Regions from separate parts of the Mus musculus genome. Here all the other regions are linked to region 1. Evidence: chromatin contacts called from public Hi-C and promoter capture Hi-C data. All regions are on one chromosome and are shown on one strand. Each heading gives the region's core, a stretch centred on a gene start, on an enhancer-like site or on the middle of the called end of the contact. The rest is flanking DNA. Distances are from core to core; before and after follow the strand shown. Region 1 holds the start of Atl1 (atlastin GTPase 1). Region 2 holds the start of 2700049A03Rik (RIKEN cDNA 2700049A03 gene). Region 3 holds the start of Psma3 (proteasome subunit alpha 3).

Region 1 (2,902 bases), core at 229-2,728:
ACCAATAGAACACTTGAAGAGATTTTGAGTCATCGAAGCCAAAAATATGTGCCCACCAAAACAAGTGCCAAGAAGATTTCAAAGAAGGAACTGTTCTTCAACCATTTTTTTTTTCAGTGCAGCACACACACAGGCTTTGTCCCTGGGGCATGTAAGTCTGGGCTTACTTATGTTCCCTAAATAAGTGCTCTTTGTGTGTGGATCACGAGAAAATGCATACAGTCTCTGTTCCGTTAAGGTGTTAATTTAATTTCTTCATTTATTAGCTATAAGAAGTTATTTCTCAAAACAGAATTAGAGTGTGTCTGGAGTCACGTGTCATCTGAAATTTGTTCTGTTGTCGTTTTTTTTTCTAGTTTTTTCAATTTTCTTACATTTTTATTTAATTTTGTGTTTTGCCTGCATGTACAGCTGTGCACCATATGCATATGTGGTGCCTACACAGGCCAGAAGAGGGCGTTGGCCCTCCCTCCCAGCCCACTCTGGATCCCAAGTTGGAGTTAATGAGGAGTGGGCCGCCACGCAGGTGCTGGGAATCAACCTCTGAGCTGCAGCCGGTGCTGCTAACAATTGGGCCATCTTTCCAGTCCTTATCTGGTTTTCCAACTGAAAATCTCTGTAAGACTCTAGAAGTAACTTTACCAGTATACATAAAATTGGCAACTTCATTTCTACCTTAAGAACAAGACTGGAACTCAAATTACAAAAGAGATTGAAACATTAACCAAATCACTTCTCATAACTCCTGCCCAATATTTTGGGCATTGTTAGTTAGGCCTCTTACATTTTAAAGCCTCTTACATTTTACACTCCTCTTTACAATGCTGTAAAAATGGTTTACAAACATTTCTCGGGTGTCAAATGCAAAACCTATCCTCTTCCAGCTACAGATAAGGACACTGGGATGTTGCCACGTATGCCTTGTCCCAGATCACCTACTTTGGAAGCAGAATCAGACAAAGGTCCCTAGCTTTGCTTTAGCATCTCTAAAACTCCTCCCATTAACACTTGCAATATTGCGGTGATGCCCAGAGACCACAGAAACTTCGAAAGGAATTGGGGTTTTCAAAAATGGCTCTGGGAAACCCTGGTGGAAGACAGGTTCTGCAGGTGTGCGGTCCAGCCTCGGAACTGGTACCACCGGGAACAGTGTGTGGAACAGGACGGTGCAGTCGGGTGTGCCGGCATTTAGTTAACCCGGCACTCCCCCACCTCCTGCCCGGGCGGCCTCAGTTTACCTGTACCGAAAGGAAGCAGAAGGCAGCGCTCCGGAGGCCTGCGGACAGACCCTCCTCCTCTAGTCCGCCGGCCACTGGGCGAATCCTGGCCGAGGCTGGGCGGGTCAGACGCCGCACGAACGCCTCCGGCGCCCCGCAAGCAGCTGGGAGGCGGGGCGCGGCGGCGTCCAGGGTGTTGTGCACTCGGCGGGCCTCAGGGCGGCAGTCTGGGCCCGCGGCCTGCGTTCTCGGGCGGGCCAGGCTCGATCCGCGCCGGCCGCGAACGTGTCTCCCGGTGACGCAGCCGCGGGTGGGGAACGTGGTGCGGCGGCGACTGTGCGCACGGCCGTCTCGGAGAAGACGCGGGTCTCCGACGCCGGCGCTCGGCCAAGAACGGACGGCCTCTCGGGTACGGCCGGCGCGGGGCCTGGCGGGACCGACGAGGCCCGGAGGCTGCCGGGGTTGCGCCCCGTGACGCCCCCCGCGCTCGCTCTCGCCGGTGCAGGCGCAGCTGCGAGCCGAGGCTCCATGTTGGGAAGCGCCGCGCGCCCTCGTTAGCGGGAGACGGCTGCGGCGGGCAGAGCCCCGGACTGGGCGCAGCGAAGATGGAGGCCCCGCTGAGGCCTGCCGCCGACATCCTGAGACGGAACCCGCAGCACGACTACGAGCTGGTGCAGAGGGTCGGCAGCGGCACCTACGGGGACGTGTACAAGGTGAGGCCCCGGCCCGGCCTGCGAACGTGGGGCACCCCCGGGATGCGCCGGACCACAGCGTCCGGCCAGGAAGCGGCCCGGAGCCCGCCGCACCGTTCCGAGCACCCTGGGTTCCCCATCGGTTCTAAGGCTAGCGACCGGCAGACTTAACCGCACCTTCCAGACCACGGCTGAGCTTTTTTTGTGGTTTTAAGGCGTATTTATGGTATTGAAGTTATTCCGGAGGATGGTTTGGTGTTGATGTGGGGGGAAAATGCTTCGCGGAAGGCGGTAGATAGGAAAGAGTATTGTAAATCTAGACCTTTGCGTCCTGTACTGGTTTGGGTGAACTTGCCTTGAAAAAAATCTCTGTGGAACCGGACTCTAAATTGTCAACTGTAAGTAATCTGGTTCTGGAGTAAAAGGATTTGTGTGTAAACATGACAGCCTGTAGGAAGATGTCTTTGGGGACCGGTGAGGTGGCTCAGGGTGTTAAAGGCCCTTAGAGCCAAACCTTACTTAGGACCCCAGAACGGTCCCCGGATTCTCTTGGTGGAAGCACGGATCCCCCACACATACACACTCACACACTCCCAGGAAATAAACAAAGTGTAATGAAATTTAAACATATTTAGAGGAAGACCTTTGTCACCTGGCAGAAGTTTAGGCATTTTGTATCTGGTTGATAATAATGAATATAACTTATGGGGTTTTCCTACTAAACTAATTCCTCTCTATGGGATTTATAGCATTCCATAATCATGAGTGGATAATTACTGCTACCCTTTTTACTGGTCTCTTATATTAAGACAAATAATAATAAATTTGTAATCTGCCGTTACACAACAACAAAAAACATGCCATAGCAAAGCAAACCGATTTCTTAAGTCTGCTAAGTTTTTGAAGGGTTCAGAGGAAAACACTGTCCAATATTCCCTCATGGCTTTTGTTCTTTGTCCCAAAGGGGCAGAGTTAGTGCAGTTCCTTATGGGG
Region 2 (2,902 bases), core at 125-2,624, 1.2 Mb before region 1:
GGATTTCTGAGTTCGAGGACAGCCTAGTCTACAGAGTGAGTTCCAGGACAGCCAGAGCTGCACAGAGAAACCCTGTCTCGGAAGAGAGAGAGAGAGAGAGAGGGAGAGAGAGAGAGAGAGAGAGAGAGAGAGAGAGAGAAAACGTAAACTGGGTGGGAAACTGAAACATTTGGAATCACATACCACATAACGTTCCATTAGAACTAGTCCTCGTTTCAACAGCAAGACGTTTATTTGCAGCCAGGGCTGGAGGAACACGGGGCAGCTCATCTTCCACCACAGCCAATTTATTCCCTTGGTTTGGAGAAACAATCTCTCGCAGTTTCCTCGCTGGCATTTTAAGCCTTTGCCCCCTTTCCAGGCTAAACTCAACGTTTTTCATCTGGTTAGTCACAAATCAAGTCCCGCCGTTCTTAACAGAGGGAATTCTAGCTTCTCAAAACTTAAGGACGCAGTTTCTCCTTGAGTACCAGGAAAAGAAGTAATGGTGGAAGTGAATTTGAAAAACACCTGAGTTCCAAAAATAATTATGAAGCAGTCATTAACTTAGAAAGTCTATAGGCAAAATATCCATAAAGCTGTAAATTTCGATTTTGACATTTAATCCAGGGCTAAATACGACAAAAACAAAAAACAAAACAAAACAAAAAGTCTTGATCCCACTGAGTCTGTTAATGCATCGAAGAAATAAATTTCAAAGGAATTATGCCAAGAGCAAAAGAGAAGCCACGGGAACCGTAATAAAAACGCACTCCTCCAAACCCAGAGCTGCAGCTGAAAACCCCAACAGACGTGGAGGCGGGGTTAGGATTTGTTAAGGAGACCCAGACGAGCAGGCAACGTTAAAATCGTGTTTTTTAAAACACCACCCTCATAAGAGCTTAGTAGATTTCTTTCTACGAGTCAGGACGCAATTTCGGACACCTCAACTTAGTCTTCAGAGTCTCCACAGAGTCCGGCACACACGCCGTCTTGATTTTGATAGAATAACAGCTTCGGTTGTTCGCGGGTCAATACCGTCTTCCCCGAAAACCCGCCCTTGAGCGTCAGCACGCATGCGCGCAAAGATCCAACCCCCCCCCCCCCGACCGGAACGGGAGTGCTCTGGTGCTCTTCCATTCGTGTCCGGGTGGAAACAAACTCCCAACATAAAAGACTGCCAGGAGATGTGACTTTTTTTTTTTAAAGGCAGAATATCGCCTTTATGTTTGGACACAGTACTAAGTATTCCTAGAGGAATGGCGAATTCTCGATTAGCCCATAAACACTTTTGTTTATCAAGGGTTATTTACACTGTAGGAACTGCAGACCGTTAGAAACCTAGTAGGTTAAGCATATTAGGCTTTCTAGAAATTTCGACAGATTCCGTTGCCGTGGAAAAGGAAGTGAAAAGTACAGAGAGCACTGACGAACAGATAATCACAAAAGTTAATTCTTAGATGATTTTTAGAATTTGCTTGGGCACTTGCTTTTCTTCCTACATTTTCCCACGTGGTAACGAATCTGCGTCTAAGGGTCTGAAGCCATGCTTGACATCACTGCCCCCACGTGTTCTCAGCTTTCCGCGGCGCGGCGCTCGCTCTGTACTGACCCTCCGAGCTCACACGCTACCTGCCCCGCAGCTCTTCAGCCCGGTCCCGGTGTCAGAGGCGAGATCCTGTGGCTAAGTATGGTCCCTTTCCTCTGCTTTCATAATCCCGGGTTCGCGGCCAGTGGGGTGACAGCCTTCACTCGGGAAAGGGAGCGGGCAGGTACCCCGGAGGGAGACGCCGCGTGCACGCGGGTCGTGGGGCTGCGCAACCGGCAGCGCGGCGCAGCGGGAGGCCAGCCGTGTCCCGGAGGCCTTGTCACCCCGAGGGTGGGGACCCTAGGCCCCGAGACACCGCCCACCCGGGACTGGATCGCTTGGGGGCACGCTTTGAGATTACAAGGTAGCCAGCCACTCGATGACCTTGAGCTGTCAGACAGGAGCCCCTTTACTGAAAATCTAGACTTCCTCGGCTCTTACCCTGTCTGCACACTATGCCTTATGTCATTAGGTACAAGGGCTCGCACCCTTCCCAGGTCTCATATTGGAGAACGCACTGCTTAGAGCTTTCCCATTACGCCTTGCTAGAAGCTTTTAAAATGTATTTTTTTAAAGTATAATAGATTAATCATTTTTCTACCTATTACATTTTCTCTTGTTGTAGATTTATCTGTTGGTTCATGATTTGTTGTATAAGTGTATTAAAAGACCGAATGGCAATGTCAGAGCTGCAAGAGACCTTAGGGATGAATTAACTTCTGTAATTTCTATATAAAAGTTAGATATGAAAAAAAATGACCTTTCCCCTCTAATTTCAAAACGCTGAGCAACTGCAACAGCAATCAGTAAAGTGACCTGAGTAAATAATTTGTAACGAATGTCAGACCTGGGACTCCACCCCCCAAGTAGCGTGGTTCTCATCTTCCTTGAGGCTAGACTTTGAATCGGGAAACAATAGGAATTCATTTTCAAGTGCTTTTAGCTATGATTAACACTGAGTTAATTAAGAGTTGCCTGTAATGCTGGGTGTAGTGGCAGCCTTTAGGCCTAGCTACAAAGAGCTCCAAGACAGCTGGGGCTACATAGAGAAACCCTGTCGAAAGAGATAGAGAGAGAGAGAAAGAAAGAGAGAAAGACAAAAAAAAAAAAAAAAAAACAACCTTGTCTGTTCATCCCACAACCTAACTAAACCTGCAAATAATCTAAAGGATCATGTGAAAAATAATAAGATAATAAAATAAAAAAATTTCTATTAAGTATTTGAACTCTCAAAATAAACACTGACTTATAGCCTCTGAACAAAAAATAGTTTAGGGGATTATTATTCTTTTTGTCAACATTTTTTTAACTATGTTTCTCCCCCCCACCTCATTT
Region 3 (2,902 bases), core at 263-2,762, 1.1 Mb before region 1:
TATAGGATTTGGGGCTCAGTGCTTGCCTACTAGCTCTTGAGGCCCTCGGCTGGCCTTCCCAACTGCCCAGCAGTAGGGGTTAAAAAAAAGAAAACCAAATGGCCCAAAATGACTGACAAATACTGGTATTTACAATTCTTAGAAGACAGCCAGAAAACAAGCCTTCAACCGTGAAACTTCCTAAAACTCAGGGTTACTTTCATATTAAAATATTCCACATGGATTGACCACTGACAGAGGATAACATTACTACAACTGCAAAGCCAATTTGCTGAGACATATTATTGAGCACTTATCCCAAAAGTATTACATAGTATTAATATCTTGTAACCACTTAATTCTAAGCATAAGAACACAGTATGCGAGTTTAATTCTGAGCAGCAAATCTTATTTTGTTTGTGTGTGTGTGTGTGTGTGTGTGTGTGCGCGCGCGCGTGTTTTGTTTTAAAGACAGGGTCTCTTTACATAGTCCTGGCTGTCCTGGAACTCATTAAGTAGACCAGGCTGGCCTCGAACTCAGAGATCCTCCTACCTCTACCTCCCAAGTGCTAGGATTAAAGGGGTGCACCACACTTGGTGAGCATCAAAATAATGGGGGAAACAAGGATAACCAAGAAACGCATTATTCATTCATTACCTCTACTGCAAATAATCGAGACTGTTAAGTAGTTCTATATGGAGACAAAGGAAAGGTGGGGTAAATCGCTGCACACACTGGGTGTATTTAGCCCCAACAAATTAAAGTCCAGCTCGCAAATCCTCAATACTCCTTACAAATCGGAGGCGCTTAGGCCCATAGATAACCCTTTAAATGCTTACAGACTCGCTTAAAATAGCTTGTTCGCGAAAAGCAGAACGCAAAGGAAAGGCAAGGACTCATGAGATCCAGCCTTTCTTCTAGGTGGTGTCCCGTTTCCAGGGAACGTCCACTAACTAGGTTCCGTCCGGGAAGCCCGGGCAGGCCTGTGAGTCAGCAGCACCGCAGCACACAGCTCCGCAGCACCTGCATGGGCCGGCGGCGGCCGCACGACGCACTCGGCGATCCGGCCGAGGCATTGCGACCAGCAGGGGCTTGCAAGGGGCCGTTCGAGGGTCGAGCCGGGGAGCTCGCACTGCGGCAGGCCCGCGAGTCTCCACTTTCAGTTTCCTTAAGCATGAGACTAAAGTGACTCAGCACCCGGGGCTGTCGCTGCACGGGGGCGGACAGGACCGGCCCGAACCGCCGCGGGAGCCGGGGTCACCGAGACAGAGGCCGCGGGTCCCCAGGACTCGGGCAGCGCCGGGGATCCAGCGGCCCTCCGAGCCGCAGCCGGGCTTCCTCACTGCCTTCAACCCCGAACTGGAAGAGACGGCGCGGAGAGACTCACCCCAGTGCCGATGGAGCTCATGGTGCTGACCCGGCAGGCCGCGGAACGCTTCCAGGCCTCAAGCGCCGCTCCTACGCCGCACACGGCGCAGGCTAGTAACAGGCTCGCCCATTGGCTGCGCTCTCCACCAATAGCCTTTCCTCTTGCGGCTTGTTCCGTGGGCTGGGACGAAAACTGTAGGGGGAAAAAAAAAAAAAAAAAAAAGCAGAGAGCGCGCGTGCGCAGAAACCATAGAGGCGGTTCCCTGGAGAAGTTGCTACTGTGTCAACTGAAACTGGTATTGGAAGAGCTAAGGTCAGAGCCTAGTTCCTAATAGTCCTAAGTAGCTAATAATCCTAAGGAGGACAGGCTTGGGCACCTGTCCTCTGTAGCCCACACAGACAGGAATTCTTAAAAGTCGGGGAAGGAAAAACCCACCTTAGGAAAAGGAACAAAGCCGGGCGTGGTGGCGCATGCCTTTAATCCCAGCACTCGGGAGGCAGAGGCAGGCGGATTTCTGAGTTCGAGGCCAGCCTGGTCTACAAAGTGAGTTCCAGGACAGCCAGGACTACACAGAGAAACCCTGTCTCAAAAACACCAAAAAAAAAAAAAAAAAAAAAAAAAAAAAAGGAAAAGGAACAAAAGGAGGCAATTGACCCCCCCATCCTCCGACCAAGTTCATCATCAGAGTCCGAACATGACGTTTGGTTCAACTGCTGTGCATAACTAAGCAGCCTCGGTCAAGGTGTGATACCTTTTCCATCATGGTTTCAACTTTAGCCTCTCCTGCAAGGTGGTGTGAAATCTATGTGTGAGAGAAAGCTGTCCCTCTGGCTGGAACCAGGCAGGCTTCAGCCTTCTTTCACCCAGCATGTAATTCCTGGAGAAGTTCCAGTTTCTTGGAGTCTTATCAAAAAGAGGAGCACAAGAGCTTCTTTAGAATATCTTCATTCCTACTAGGAAGATTATGAGACTTAGCGTTAGGAAAGGCTAAGGTGGCTTGGGGGACTCCAGTTGCTCGGCTCATTCTAACAACTATCAGGTTATGATCTTAAGTATTAAGTGGAGGGAGGGCAACAGATAAATCAAAGGAGTGGGCATGGAACCTGACCTAGTGGTGGGTGGATTTTAAATCCCAATTGTAAATACAACGTTAGAAATATTTTTATTTAAAAAAATATATCTGAGCCGAGCGTGGTGGCACACGCCTTTAATCCCAGTACTCGGGAGGCAGAGGCAGGCGGATTTCTGAGTTCGAGGTCAATCTGGTCTACAAAGTGAGTTCCAGGACAGCCAGGGCTATACAGAAAAACCCTGTCTCAAAAAAACAAAATAAATAAATATCTGGAGACTTTTATTTTATATAGCTAGAAAATATTTTCCAGCAGGGTGATGCAGAAGGCAGGGACGGGAGGCCAGCTTGCAATATAAGAGCCCTGTCTAAAAAGAAAACAAAACAAACATCAATAAAAACACATTTTTAAAAACCCACTATCAATCAACTTTATTTTGGTTCGTTGTTTTGTTGAAGCAGTCTCAAGTATCTTAGGCTGGCC

Evidence for each region. Promoter capture Hi-C pulls out the DNA fragments that hold promoters and counts their contacts. Hi-C and Micro-C count contacts between places; a contact is called where the count stands out from the background.
Region 2: a Hi-C map of muscle stem cells shows a contact between it and region 1, with 5 times the contacts expected there. The contact joins the promoter of 2700049A03Rik here to the promoter of Atl1 in region 1. A contact is called at or near these places in 5 of 39 promoter capture datasets (the 3T3-L1 cell line, hippocampal neurons, liver and 1 more), 1 of 484 Hi-C or Micro-C datasets (muscle stem cells) and 1 of 9 other capture datasets (adipose tissue).
Region 3: a promoter capture Hi-C map of the 3T3-L1 cell line shows a contact between it and region 1, with 3 times the contacts expected there. The contact joins the promoter of Psma3 here to the promoter of Atl1 in region 1. A contact is called at or near these places in 3 of 39 promoter capture datasets (the 3T3-L1 cell line, the C10 cell line and cranial neural crest), 1 of 484 Hi-C or Micro-C datasets (cerebral cortex) and 3 of 115 datasets of contacts at active chromatin or transcription factors (astrocytes, pancreatic cancer cells and pro-B cells).

Annotation. Positions count from the first base shown.
Region 1 is chr12:69,891,681-69,894,582 of GRCm38.p6, reverse strand. It overlaps Atl1 (atlastin GTPase 1), which reads right to left and starts at 1,478. Exons shown (of 15, transcript NM_178628.5): 1 at 1,239-1,478. Map4k5 (mitogen-activated protein kinase kinase kinase kinase 5) reads left to right here and starts at 1,420. Exons shown (of 32, transcript NM_201519.2): 1 at 1,420-1,930. The coding sequence starts at 1,823.
Region 2 is chr12:71,135,320-71,138,221 of GRCm38.p6, reverse strand. 2700049A03Rik (RIKEN cDNA 2700049A03 gene) reads right to left here and starts at 1,374. Exons shown (of 30, transcript NM_001163378.1): 1 at 184-1,374. The coding sequence starts at 382. It overlaps Timm9 (translocase of inner mitochondrial membrane 9), which reads left to right and starts at 1,547. Exons shown (of 5, transcript NM_001286203.2): 1 at 1,547-1,667.
Region 3 is chr12:70,973,233-70,976,134 of GRCm38.p6, reverse strand. Psma3 (proteasome subunit alpha 3) reads right to left here and starts at 1,512. Exons shown (of 11, transcript NM_011184.5): 1 at 1,368-1,512. The coding sequence starts at 1,388.